2 separate regions of the Mus musculus genome follow, and region 2 is linked to region 1. Evidence: chromatin contacts called from public capture Hi-C data. All regions are on one chromosome and are shown on one strand. The core of a region is the stretch at or near the end of the contact, and the rest is flanking DNA. Distances in the headings are between cores, read along the strand shown. Region 1 overlaps Ctnnd2 (catenin (cadherin associated protein), delta 2). Region 2 overlaps Ctnnd2 (catenin (cadherin associated protein), delta 2).

What was found. Capture Hi-C pulls out chosen DNA fragments and counts their contacts.
Region 2: a capture Hi-C map of bone marrow-derived macrophages shows a contact between it and region 1, with 6 times the contacts expected there. The contact joins two enhancer-like sites. A contact is called at or near these places in 1 of 39 promoter capture datasets (hippocampal neurons), 1 of 15 datasets of contacts at CTCF or cohesin (pro-B cells), 6 of 484 Hi-C or Micro-C datasets (the HPC-7 cell line, bone marrow-derived macrophages, cerebral cortex and 2 more), 1 of 115 datasets of contacts at active chromatin or transcription factors (bone marrow-derived macrophages) and 2 of 9 other capture datasets (bone marrow-derived macrophages and embryonic stem cells).

Annotation. Positions count from the first base shown.
Region 1 is chr15:30,429,509-30,434,803 of GRCm38.p6, forward strand. The region is part of intron 2 of Ctnnd2 (catenin (cadherin associated protein), delta 2); the gene reads left to right. Among named protein-coding and RNA genes, the nearest start is that of Gm41284, 71 kb to the right of the region's middle. Within about 2 kb of position 2,238, at least 1 of the 459 cell types and tissues checked has an H3K27ac peak or open chromatin away from gene starts, as enhancers often do. A contact at or near this core is called in bone marrow-derived macrophages, where this site is marked.
Region 2 is chr15:30,647,176-30,652,470 of GRCm38.p6, forward strand. Ctnnd2 (catenin (cadherin associated protein), delta 2) reads left to right here. Exons shown (of 23, transcript NM_008729.3): 7 at 1-149. Among named protein-coding and RNA genes, the nearest start is that of Gm31841, 33 kb to the right of the region's middle. Within about 2 kb of position 2,981, at least 9 of the 459 cell types and tissues checked have an H3K27ac peak or open chromatin away from gene starts, as enhancers often do. A contact at or near this core is called in bone marrow-derived macrophages, where this site is marked.

The DNA.
Region 1 (5,295 bases), core at 988-3,487:
GCTGAGGAACCAGTGGCAGCAACATCTAATTCCACGAACTCCCCGATTTGAAAGTATGCAAGGTTATAGTCACATGATTCGGTGTAGTATTTCTTCCGCATGCCTCCATTCCTCCCCTTTGAAATAATAATGTAAATTCTGTGTATTGTAGTAATTTCCACTTTTACTTTAAAGGAATCTACAAATAGAAGATTGTCTTGAGTCTCAAAAGAGACTTTAGACTTTGAAACTGGACTGAGACTGAAAGATTAGGGGTTTTAGATAACTGTACCAACGCCGTTTGTCATTATGACATGATCCTAAGTCTATGATGTCTAGATAGTGGAATGTGGTTGTTTGACTGAGAGTAGCTCCCATAGGCTCATGTGTTTATTTACTCAGCCCCCAGTTTGTAGAACTGTTTGGGAAGGGTAAGGAGGTATGGCCTTTGTGAAGTAGGAGTGTCACTGTGGATATGCTTTGGGCTTTCACCCCCTACACACACATCTTTCTAGGAAGCTCTTTTTTTCTCCCTGCCTGATAGTTGTATCTCAGGTGTAATCCCACAGTCACTGCTCCAGTGCCAGGCCTGCCTGCCTTCTATCATGCTGTCTGCCATGATAGTCATGGACTCCCCCTCTGAAATTCTAAGCTTCCAATAAACCATTTCTTCAAAAGTTGTCTTGGTCATGATGTATTAGCAAAACAACCAACAAGTAACTAAGACAGTTACCTCTTAATAACTGTGCATACAAGAATTAAATTCAACACAGGGGCAGTGAATTTCTTGACAGAGAAAGCTCATCTAATGCATAAATAATAAAGCATCATTTTGAATGCCAAAAGGACTTAGGTATGGCCAGTCCCTCAGTTCCCGGTTTGTGCCTTGGTTCTGAAACCCACAGAATTTTGGTCTTTATACCGTTCCTTTTCCTATCACTTTGAAGGAAGCACGGGGTTGACTTGCAACTGTCATAAATGGCTTTTATAATCATTAATCAGTGACTTTTAGAAATATTATTTCAATGTAAACCTCCTGAATGGTATTTATATACCACAAGATTGTGGGGAAGACGAAAGTTAAGCTTTAATCTCATTACTTCCACACGCTGTAATTGGTATACAGATGCTTGACAGTAAAATAAATATGACTCAAAACCAAAACAGATTTTAATGGAAGTGTTTTGACATTGATGAATCTTCTTAGGAGATGTCACAGAGAAGTGTTTTGGACCACTGATATATTTCACTGGCATTGCCAACATGAAACAGGAAGAGCATCCATTCAAGTAATGCATGCTGCAATGGGGAGAGAATGCCTGGGCCTTAGAGGAGTGGAGTCATGAACATAGGCTGATGTCAGTTGACCATAAAATTCTTTAGAAGTTTGTAATTTTTTATTCTTAGAAATAATCTTAATAAGGAATTTCATCTCTGCTTTTCTGTAGCTTTGGCATTAGTGGATAATTTTTTTTCCTTAGAAGTGGGAACAAAACACCCTTGGAAGGAGTTACAGAGACAAAGTTTGGAGCTGAGATGAAAGGATGGACCATGTAGAGACTGCCATATCCAGGGATCCACCCCATAATCAGCATCCAAACGCTGACACCATTGCATACACTAGCAAGATTTTATCGAAAGGACCCAGATGTAGCTGTCTCTTGTGAGACTATGCCGGGGCCTAGCAAACACAGAAGTGGATGCTCACAGTCAGCTAATGGATGGATCACAGGGCTCCCAATGGAGGAGCTAGAGAAAGTACCCAAGGAGCTAAAGGGATCTGCAACCCTATAGGTGGAACAACATTATGAACTAACCAGTACCCCGGAGCTCTTGACTCTAGCTGCATATGTATCAAAAGATGGCCTAGTCGGCCATCACTGGAAAGAGAGGCCCATTGGACACGCAAACTTTATATGCCCCAGAACAGGGGAACGCCAGGGCCAAAAAGGGGGAGTGGGCGGGTAGGGGAGTGGGGGTAGGTGGGTATGGGGGATTTTTGGTATAGCATTGGAAATGTAAATGAGCTAAATACCTAATTTAAAAAAATTTAAAAAAATTTTTTTCTTTATACTTAAATTTACTTAATGCACTTACCTTGGAATTGTAGGAGGATATGTAGCTAGGATTCCGTGTATCTCGGCACAGCTCTGCTCACTTTAGATATTAGTTCTTTAAGAACCTTTCACAGAGACAGACAGGCTTGATATTGTTCTTCAAAAATAATTAGTGATTACTCCTGACAGTTTCCTGTTTCTATGAAAAACAAGCTTCCAAATATAAAGCCTGAGTCATAATTTTACTGAAAGAAAAGAACATATAACCAAGCAAAACAATTCATCTTCAAGTTCTCCTTTTGTAAAATCATCTTTCTTTTTATAAACTTCAACATATTTCTTTAGTTGAGTGCTCACTATATAACCCTGGGTGATCTGGCACTCGATGCATAGACCATGCTGGCCTTGAGTAGAACACCACCTGCCTCTGTCTCTGGAGTACTTAGATTAAAGGTGCATGCCATGATAACTGGTCTATAAAAGTCATTTTCATTAACATATACAGTTGTGCAAAAAATGGTTTTATTATGATGTTTTCATACTTGTATGTAGTGTCTTCTTCACATAGTCACTACCTGGTAATTCTTGGGAGGAGCAAGCACTGTTCTCTGTGGCATTTGATCTTGATCTAGAAATGAGGTTTTCTAGACCAGGATAGCAAGTGGTGATTGGCTAGAGATGCACATGCAGAAAGCACAAGCATAGATGAGGGGAGCACATGGAGGTGTCTTCTTAGAGGGGATGCTATCACAGAGGCAAATTGGTACCCAGGACTATGTGCCATGCAAGGGACCACGTGAACTATGTACTCACACCAGTTTTTGTTTTAGGGAAAATATTTATCATTGCATATTGATAAACATGGCACGAGATTATATTATGTGGATTCCATGATCAGATAACAAGATAACTCTAAGTCTACCTCAAAGTAAAACTCCATGAAAGTGTGAGTTAGCATGTTTTTCTGTTAGACTTTTCCTAACACAACAACTTACCCCTCAAATGTATGTATTAATTCTTGAGTCCAAACTGGTGTATATCTAAGCTGTGTTTCTTCAATAAAGTGTCTTTTTCTCGAACCAGAAACTAAGCAACAGTATCCTTGTGAGCTTAAGTAAACATGCAGCTATATTTCAACAAACAACAGGGTAGCCAAATAGAAATATGTCAGTGACTCAAAACTATGACTTCATACCATTTTTGAGGAGTAGAACTGTGTGGATGATGTTTTCAGCAATGCATTTTATAATTGACTTGGGCAACATTTGTGAGGATGACTTTCTTTTGCTTAAAAGTTATGGACCGTCAACTAGAACCTACAGTGCTTGCTATTGTGAGGCAAGGGGAGGAGGGTAGGTTATTGAAAGCTGGCTTCTCTGGCTGCGAAAGAAACTCAGTTGGCTTCAGACATTAACACTTACTGGTTTGTCAGTCTGGTGTGGTTACTTTTCTTCTCAGTTGATCCATGTCCAAACGGGAATACTATTGTTCTTTTATATGATTACACTGACTAGGTAAGGCGATACAGTCAAAATCAGCTGTTCTTACAAATATATTGTTTCTGAACTGAAGTTCACAGGAGAGGGAGGATGTACACCTTTGTAAAAGATTCTATATGACCGAGTGACCCACTAGAATTTTGAGAATTGTGGCAAGTGGGAATGTTTCAGGTTATCTTCAATTCCATGAAGCCATTTGTTTCTCATCTCTTTGTTTGACCTAGTAGCCTTGTAACTATCAAATAAACTCTCTGGATTGTGCAAACAGACCCTAACTTCCACCAACTCAAAGGCTAAGAGTGAAACCATGCAACATCTGAGACCTATAGGAGAGACTCCTCCACACCAGTACACCCAGCCTACCTGACGTTCTCTCCAAAATCTTTAAAAAATACCCCAACTTATGACTTTTTTTTGTCAATCATGAAACTATTGCCATGTTGGACATGGAATTTGTAGATCGCTACATGCTGGTTTCCAAGCCACAGCTACTAATTTTTTACTCCAGAGTAAACTATCTCCTTATTAACATCTTCAACACTTTTAAGTATACATTTCTAAATGTTTGGCATTTTAAGATACAATACACAGGGCTCGATGAAGCTTTTTAGCATCATCTCCTCCATAATCCAAGTGAAATATGTGCCTTCACTGGACAGGTATTGAGCTTTTGCTTTAGATCACTTTATGAAGGTCATTACTATCATTGGATTGGCTACGTTTAACTGAGCTTGAATCTCGTGGAATGACCTAGTGATTTTAGTGGAGTGCTACAGAGGGAACTCAGCATATAGGCATGTAAAGTGGCACTTCGTGTCCAGAACAAGCAGTAAAAGTCTGTCATGGACACTTATATTGTGATCATAAATCAATATAGCAAATACTAGGACTCAAACCAAATTGACGTCAAATAAATCAGTTCCAAGTTTCTGCTCATATTTAAAGAAGGTCATGGTGTAGGTTAAAGGATTCTCAGTGTGGTTTTGCTAGGATGAAAACCTACAGTGATAAAAGGTTAATGTAGCCTGGCCAAGGGGAAGAAGTTCATCCATTTAATACCTTGAGTCCATGAAATGTAGATGGGAGGCTACCACCTCAGGTTAAAGCTTAGCTCTCACCCAACATGTACTAAGACAACCTTGGTCTAGTCACAGCCTCACAGAATGTTCCTTCCTGCCACTTCATGGGCCAGAGGTACATATTACCAGCTAGACTATGGAAAAAGGAAATTGTTGAGATTTCGTCCACTATAAAGGTTTTTTGTTGTTGTTGTTTTTTGTTTTAAATTGAGTGTTATATATTCCAAAGTTCAAGAAATGTTCTTCCGCCATGAGGGGTCAGTGAGCAATGAGTCATTCATTTTCACTTAAGGGTGATGGTCCTAGTGAGGGGTAGCAGATGCCATGGATTTAGGGAGAAGGTCATACTTTTAAGAGCAGTTAGTTTTTCTGCAGTTAGTAGGAAAAATAGTGTTAAATACCAACCACTCAGAGTTCAGCACTCAGCGTGTTTTCTTCCTGAAACCATCAGCACTCAAAGGCAAGGATCTCTTAAGTAGAGGAGTACCCTTTTTGGCTAAAGGTGTATCAACCGCTGCACTGTTCTTTTGCAACCTCCAAACAGGTTCACAAGGAAGCTATTTCAATATTCGATGCAAAAGAATACAATTATGAGATCAAAATTTAAAAACAAAACTCTACTCTGTGGATAATAAAGTAGAGCCAATGGATTGGACTTTATTTTTTGTTTGTATTTACTTT
Region 2 (5,295 bases), core at 1,731-4,230, 220 kb after region 1:
TTCGCCCATCCACCAGCTGAGCTCCACCATCGGCACCTACGCCACCCTGTCGCCCACCAAGCGCCTGGTCCACGCGTCTGAGCAGTACAGCAAGCATTCGCAGGAGCTGTATGCCACCGCCACCCTCCAGAGGCCGGGCAGCCTGGCAGGTAAGGGGCTGGGCGCTCTGGTGTGGCTCACATGGACGCTTGGCGGGGAACCAGGGAGACTGGATCCAAGCAGCAGTGCTGGGCATGTCTTGGGTCCAGTTTTCAGATTCCGGGGCTGTCGGGTTGTCAGGGATTGTCTGGAAAGACTGTCAGCGTCTCTCTTCAGGTGTGCCTATCATGTGGTCTGTCTGCCTCTAACACCTGACTGCCTTCCCTTGTCCCTCCCTAAAGTCTGAAGACTTAAACCCAGCAAGGAGGTTAATTTAGTAGGACCACACAGACCTGTTGCTTACATGCAGAAAGAAATCAAGTAGCTCTCCCAGTGGGTATGATCAGTATTAGTTGCCACAAAAAGTTATATATTTTCCCCCCAAATCAGATTCTGAATTTACATAGGTTGCAGCAGCAGCAGCAGCAGCAGAGTAAAAGTAACCAACGGGAAGCATCTTCAATGGTTACCTACTTCATTATAGGGGCTCAGCGGGGGACGGGGGTTGTCTGAGTTGGAGAGGCTGCTTTCTTCTGCCAAATCAGAAGAGGTGACATTTCTGTGGTGCCTGTCCCTATTACAGACCAGGCTGAGCTGGCGACTGTGCTGTCAATGCCATATGCTCAGTTTAAACAAGACACTGTGATTGAAAGACTAATGCTCCCTCCTAAGACACCTGACATGTAATCTGGATTTATCGCCTATTTCTTTCCTTCTAGAAGTATTTGGTAATTTTGTGACTCTAGTAACAGATGCTGTGCTCGTATGCTTCTTGTCTTGACACAAATAGATGACTGTGAAGATAAATAGGATTAAAAAAAAAAAAGGGAACTTGTCACAGGCACAAGGCAGGTGGCCAAGGACTTCTTTAATTCAAACACAGTAATCACCAGCAAAGACTAGTTAGCTAGTTAGCTGGTTAGCTGGCTTAGTGGGATGCAGGCTGGGATATGCTGCCCACAGGACTGTGCTCGGTTTGTTTGCAGAGAATAATCTGTCTCACTGCTGTGCCTGGAGAGTGGGATTTTGGAGGTAGCCAATCATTAATGCCCAGCTATGTCTTCTAAGGTAGCCACTAGTTTGAAGAGCATCTTAGGAAACAGGCAACAAGCTTTATGTTTATGAGATCATACCAAGAATCAGAGGGGTGAGAGGTCACCCTGGTCATCCCCCAGCCACCATAGAGAAGATGCAAGGAGTTAGGGGTCTGTAGACTTCTAAAGCCCATTGCATTTCTGTGTTTGCCTGGTGGAAAACAGAAGGGTGGTTTTGTTGTTGGTGGTGGTGTTTGTTTGTTTGTTTGTTTGTTTGTTGAGGGAGGGGGTCCCACCTCTTCCCTCACCTGCTGATGTGTGACAGACATGTGCTGTCACACTGTATACCTGTGGGGAAGCAGAGAGTGGCCAGATAGCAGAACGTGTAGAATTTTGAGGAAAGGTTTAGGGAATGGAAATACAGTTACCAAGAATGCGACCATTCCTTGCATATTTTGAAAATGACTTATATTCTAAGGGCTGCAAAGAATGTTTCAAAGGCTTTGATGGCAGTCAGTCGGGGTGGGGTGCTGGTGCTGATGTTGGTACTGGTGCTGCTGGTGGTGCTGGTACTGGTGCTGATGTTGGTGTTGGTACTGTTGTTGGTGCTGGTGCTGGTGTAGTGTTGGTACTGGTGCTGGTGTTGGTATTGGTATTGGTGTTGGTACTGGTGCTGGTGCTGGTGTTGGTGTTGGTACTGGTGTTGGTGCTGGTGCTGGTGTTGGTGCTGGTACTGGTGCTGGTGTTAGTGCTGGTACTGGTGCTGGTGCTGATGTTGGTGGTGGTGCTGGTGTTAGTGCTGGTGCTGGTGTTGGTGCTGGTGGTGGTGCTGGTATTGGTGTTAGTGCTGTTGCTGGTGTTAGTGTTGGTGCTGGTGCTGGTGCTGGTGGTGGTGCTGGTGCTGCTACAGGTGCTGATGGTATGTATACAGTCACATTTCTTTCTGTTAGAGGTGAAGGCTTCTCCAGTCAGAAAGAGAGCTCTAGTTGACCAAGACATTCCCATCTGTTCCTCATATTTTCTTGCCATATTACATTTTTGCTACCTAGTGAGGAAAAAATATTCAATATGCCATCAAAGAGACATAATTTTAGAGTTGCAGTGAACATTTTAAATGTTTGAATTCATTTGTTTAACATACATGTTAAAATATTCATTTAAAGACTTCTTCATGCAAATTGCCACTGGTGGGTTTGAGTTCAGAATTATCCTGTCAGAGTATATGAAGGATGGATTCGAGTAAGATCTCGAGTTCCATTTGGAAAATCATGACCCATGGCCAAAGAGAGTTATCAGAGATGGACTATAGTATGTGTGAGCTCACAGACAGCCAAGCTTACATACCCTGCATCTGATGCCCTGTGTTTGAATCTCTTCCAAGTATCATAAAGTTTGGAGCCACCTGGCTTGCCAAATGAAATGGCAAAATATATATATATATATATTGAGATTACAGAATAGATTTTGTCTCAGTAGAGCTGTGAATCGGGAGATCTGTTACTGACAACCAGAAGTATCGGTAGAGGATAGAGATGCTCACTGTCAGCTAAGGTCTCAGGTCTTCGCTGTTCTCTCTCTGTATACCACCACCAAGTCAGTTGCTAGAGACAATACATCCCCTGAAAGTTCCCGACTCCTCTCAAACAGAGAGGACAGAAAATACAATACTTTCAACGGGGTGACTCAGAAGGTGGCTTTTGAGTCTTCCCTGAAGTGGTGAGCCAACCAGCCCTGTGAAGACTAGGGAAGGGCGAGCTCAGAGGCTGGGGACTGGGAGTGTGCCTGCCATGCACAAAAGGGAAGCTCTGAGCAGGAGGAGGGCTTGGCCCTTGCTGAGGTTGGATAGATTCCGGAGGCCTTACAACACAATGAGGGCAGGCACATAACTGACATAGTCTGGCTTCGTTTGCAGCAGGCTTACTCTGACTTGATATGTTAGCAATCTGATTCAGGGATCAAAGGCAAAATAAGGATGTCCATTGGGCGTGATTACAATAAGCTAAGTTAAAGTTAACCTCGGAAACAATATACTCACACTGAAGGTGATGAACAATAGGGGTGTGTGCATGTGTGCAAGCGAGCGCACGCACTCACACACATACACGGATGCTTGCCACTGTGATTTTTGTGAACTAGGTGAAAAAGGTAAGAAAGAAGATCAACAAGAGAACGGAGTTTCAGTGACACAGCTGGAGCACGTTGCAGAAGCACCTGCATAGGTTTAGGAAGTGTGGATAGACACTAAGGCCCAGCTAGTTACAGAGGATGGCACTCTGCCAAAATCCCAGCACACACACCTCATAGAAAATTGGATATATGGGTCAGTCTTTTATCCAGGACTTGTTTTCTTAGCTAAGAGCTTGTCCAGGGTTTCAAGTGCTGTCGAAGGATGTCAGGCTGTCAGTTTCAGAAAGCACTTGGGCAGGAAGAAACATATCCCCCTCTCTACAACATGATCTTCCCCATGACTGAGCTTGGTAGAAACAAGGCCAAGATTTCAGAGTTGTCACAATCTGGGTTAAACTCGGAAAAGTGTTACGTTTACGAAACTCAAGGCATTAGACACTCAGGGTTTCTTAGTATTACTTCTTTTCTTGTGCAATTATACATCTTTTTATTACACAAAGCTGAGTGGGAACCAGTTTGCCATCCTTGGAGGTCCCAAACTTTCTGCATATTAGCTGTCTACTCCATGTTGCAGAGAGGGTCACTATAGTATGTACTCTTACTGTCTTCCATGACACTAAGTAGTATTCCTGAATCATTAAATGTTAACTTTGGTTGTTTAACAGATAACCAACCTGGGATCTTAGAAATGTACCAGAAAGAAGTCACGCACTTTTCTCATAGGCACAAGGCAGCTCTAGTGAACTGGAAAACATGCCGCCGCACGGTTCGCATGTAAAGGACCTGTCATTTCTGTGTTCCACATGCACAGCTTCAGTTGAGGAGGGTTTAAAACACTGTCTCACACTGCAGCCCAGGTTGACTTAGAAGTCACTGTGTAGCCCAGGATGCCTCTGTACATATAGCCATCTCTCTGCCTCTGTCTCGAAGGTGCAGGGATTACAGTCATGACCCACCATTCTCAATTTTTTGCTACAACTGCTCCAATTTCAGTTTTAAAGCCAGTGTAGAGTAAGACAGAGCTTAGTTTTGATGGGAAAAACCACAAGTGACAAATTAGTGAGGTCACATGTGTGCCCAGCATGCTTCTTTTAGGAGACCACCCCAGAGAAACATACCTGAAACTAACTCAAAGCATAGGTATCTATTAGTAGTAAGGGGCAGAGGACAGAGGGCCAGCATGGCCATGTTTGCTCAGCAAAGATGAGTGAGTGAGGAGAGATAGCAGGGAAGCGATGAAAGAAGATGGCACAAGAGGAAATGGATCCCACACTACAGGGCTTGTGATGTCACCATCTTTGCGCATAGCTGGCAAGTCCATCTTTGCATGTTAGCAACTGTTCTGGGAACTTTGCTGGAGATGGGTCAGGACTAATGGGCACGCAGACAGAGAGGCCTTGAAACTGTCCTGTCCTCATAGATGTAAGCATCACAATTGTCTCCTACTTTTTTCAAAGGTGGGTGGGGTGGGCGGGGGAGGGGTGTTGAGAAACTCAGTGCTGGGATCACATATCAACGACAGAGGGAGAAAGCTTTCCAAGTGATAGAACTTGCCTTTTACTTTGTTCTACTGACAGTCTCCGTCGCTTAACTTAATTGTCTGTGCGTTGAGTTAAATGTGTTTATCATGATGAGTGAACACATTAAATATTAACGATGAACAAAATTATATTGAGAAACACATTATACTGCAGAACACTTGCCGTGCATGGCTTAGAGTGGCACACTCTGCTGTTTGCACATCACGTGGGCTCGCAACATCAGATTGAGGCAGTGTGATCTTTAACTCTGTCCCTTAGACTTGAGCGGAGGCTCAGCAGTGACGTATTCCTTTCCCAAATCTGCAGGTGACAGGAATCTAACCTAGACAATTTTGAGTAGAGTCTTTATAGTATAAGCTATACATACTTTATAGTATAATATAATATACATACTTTATAGTATAAGCTATACATAACCCCATGAGTACACAGCATCCTTTTCTGTCACTAAAGGA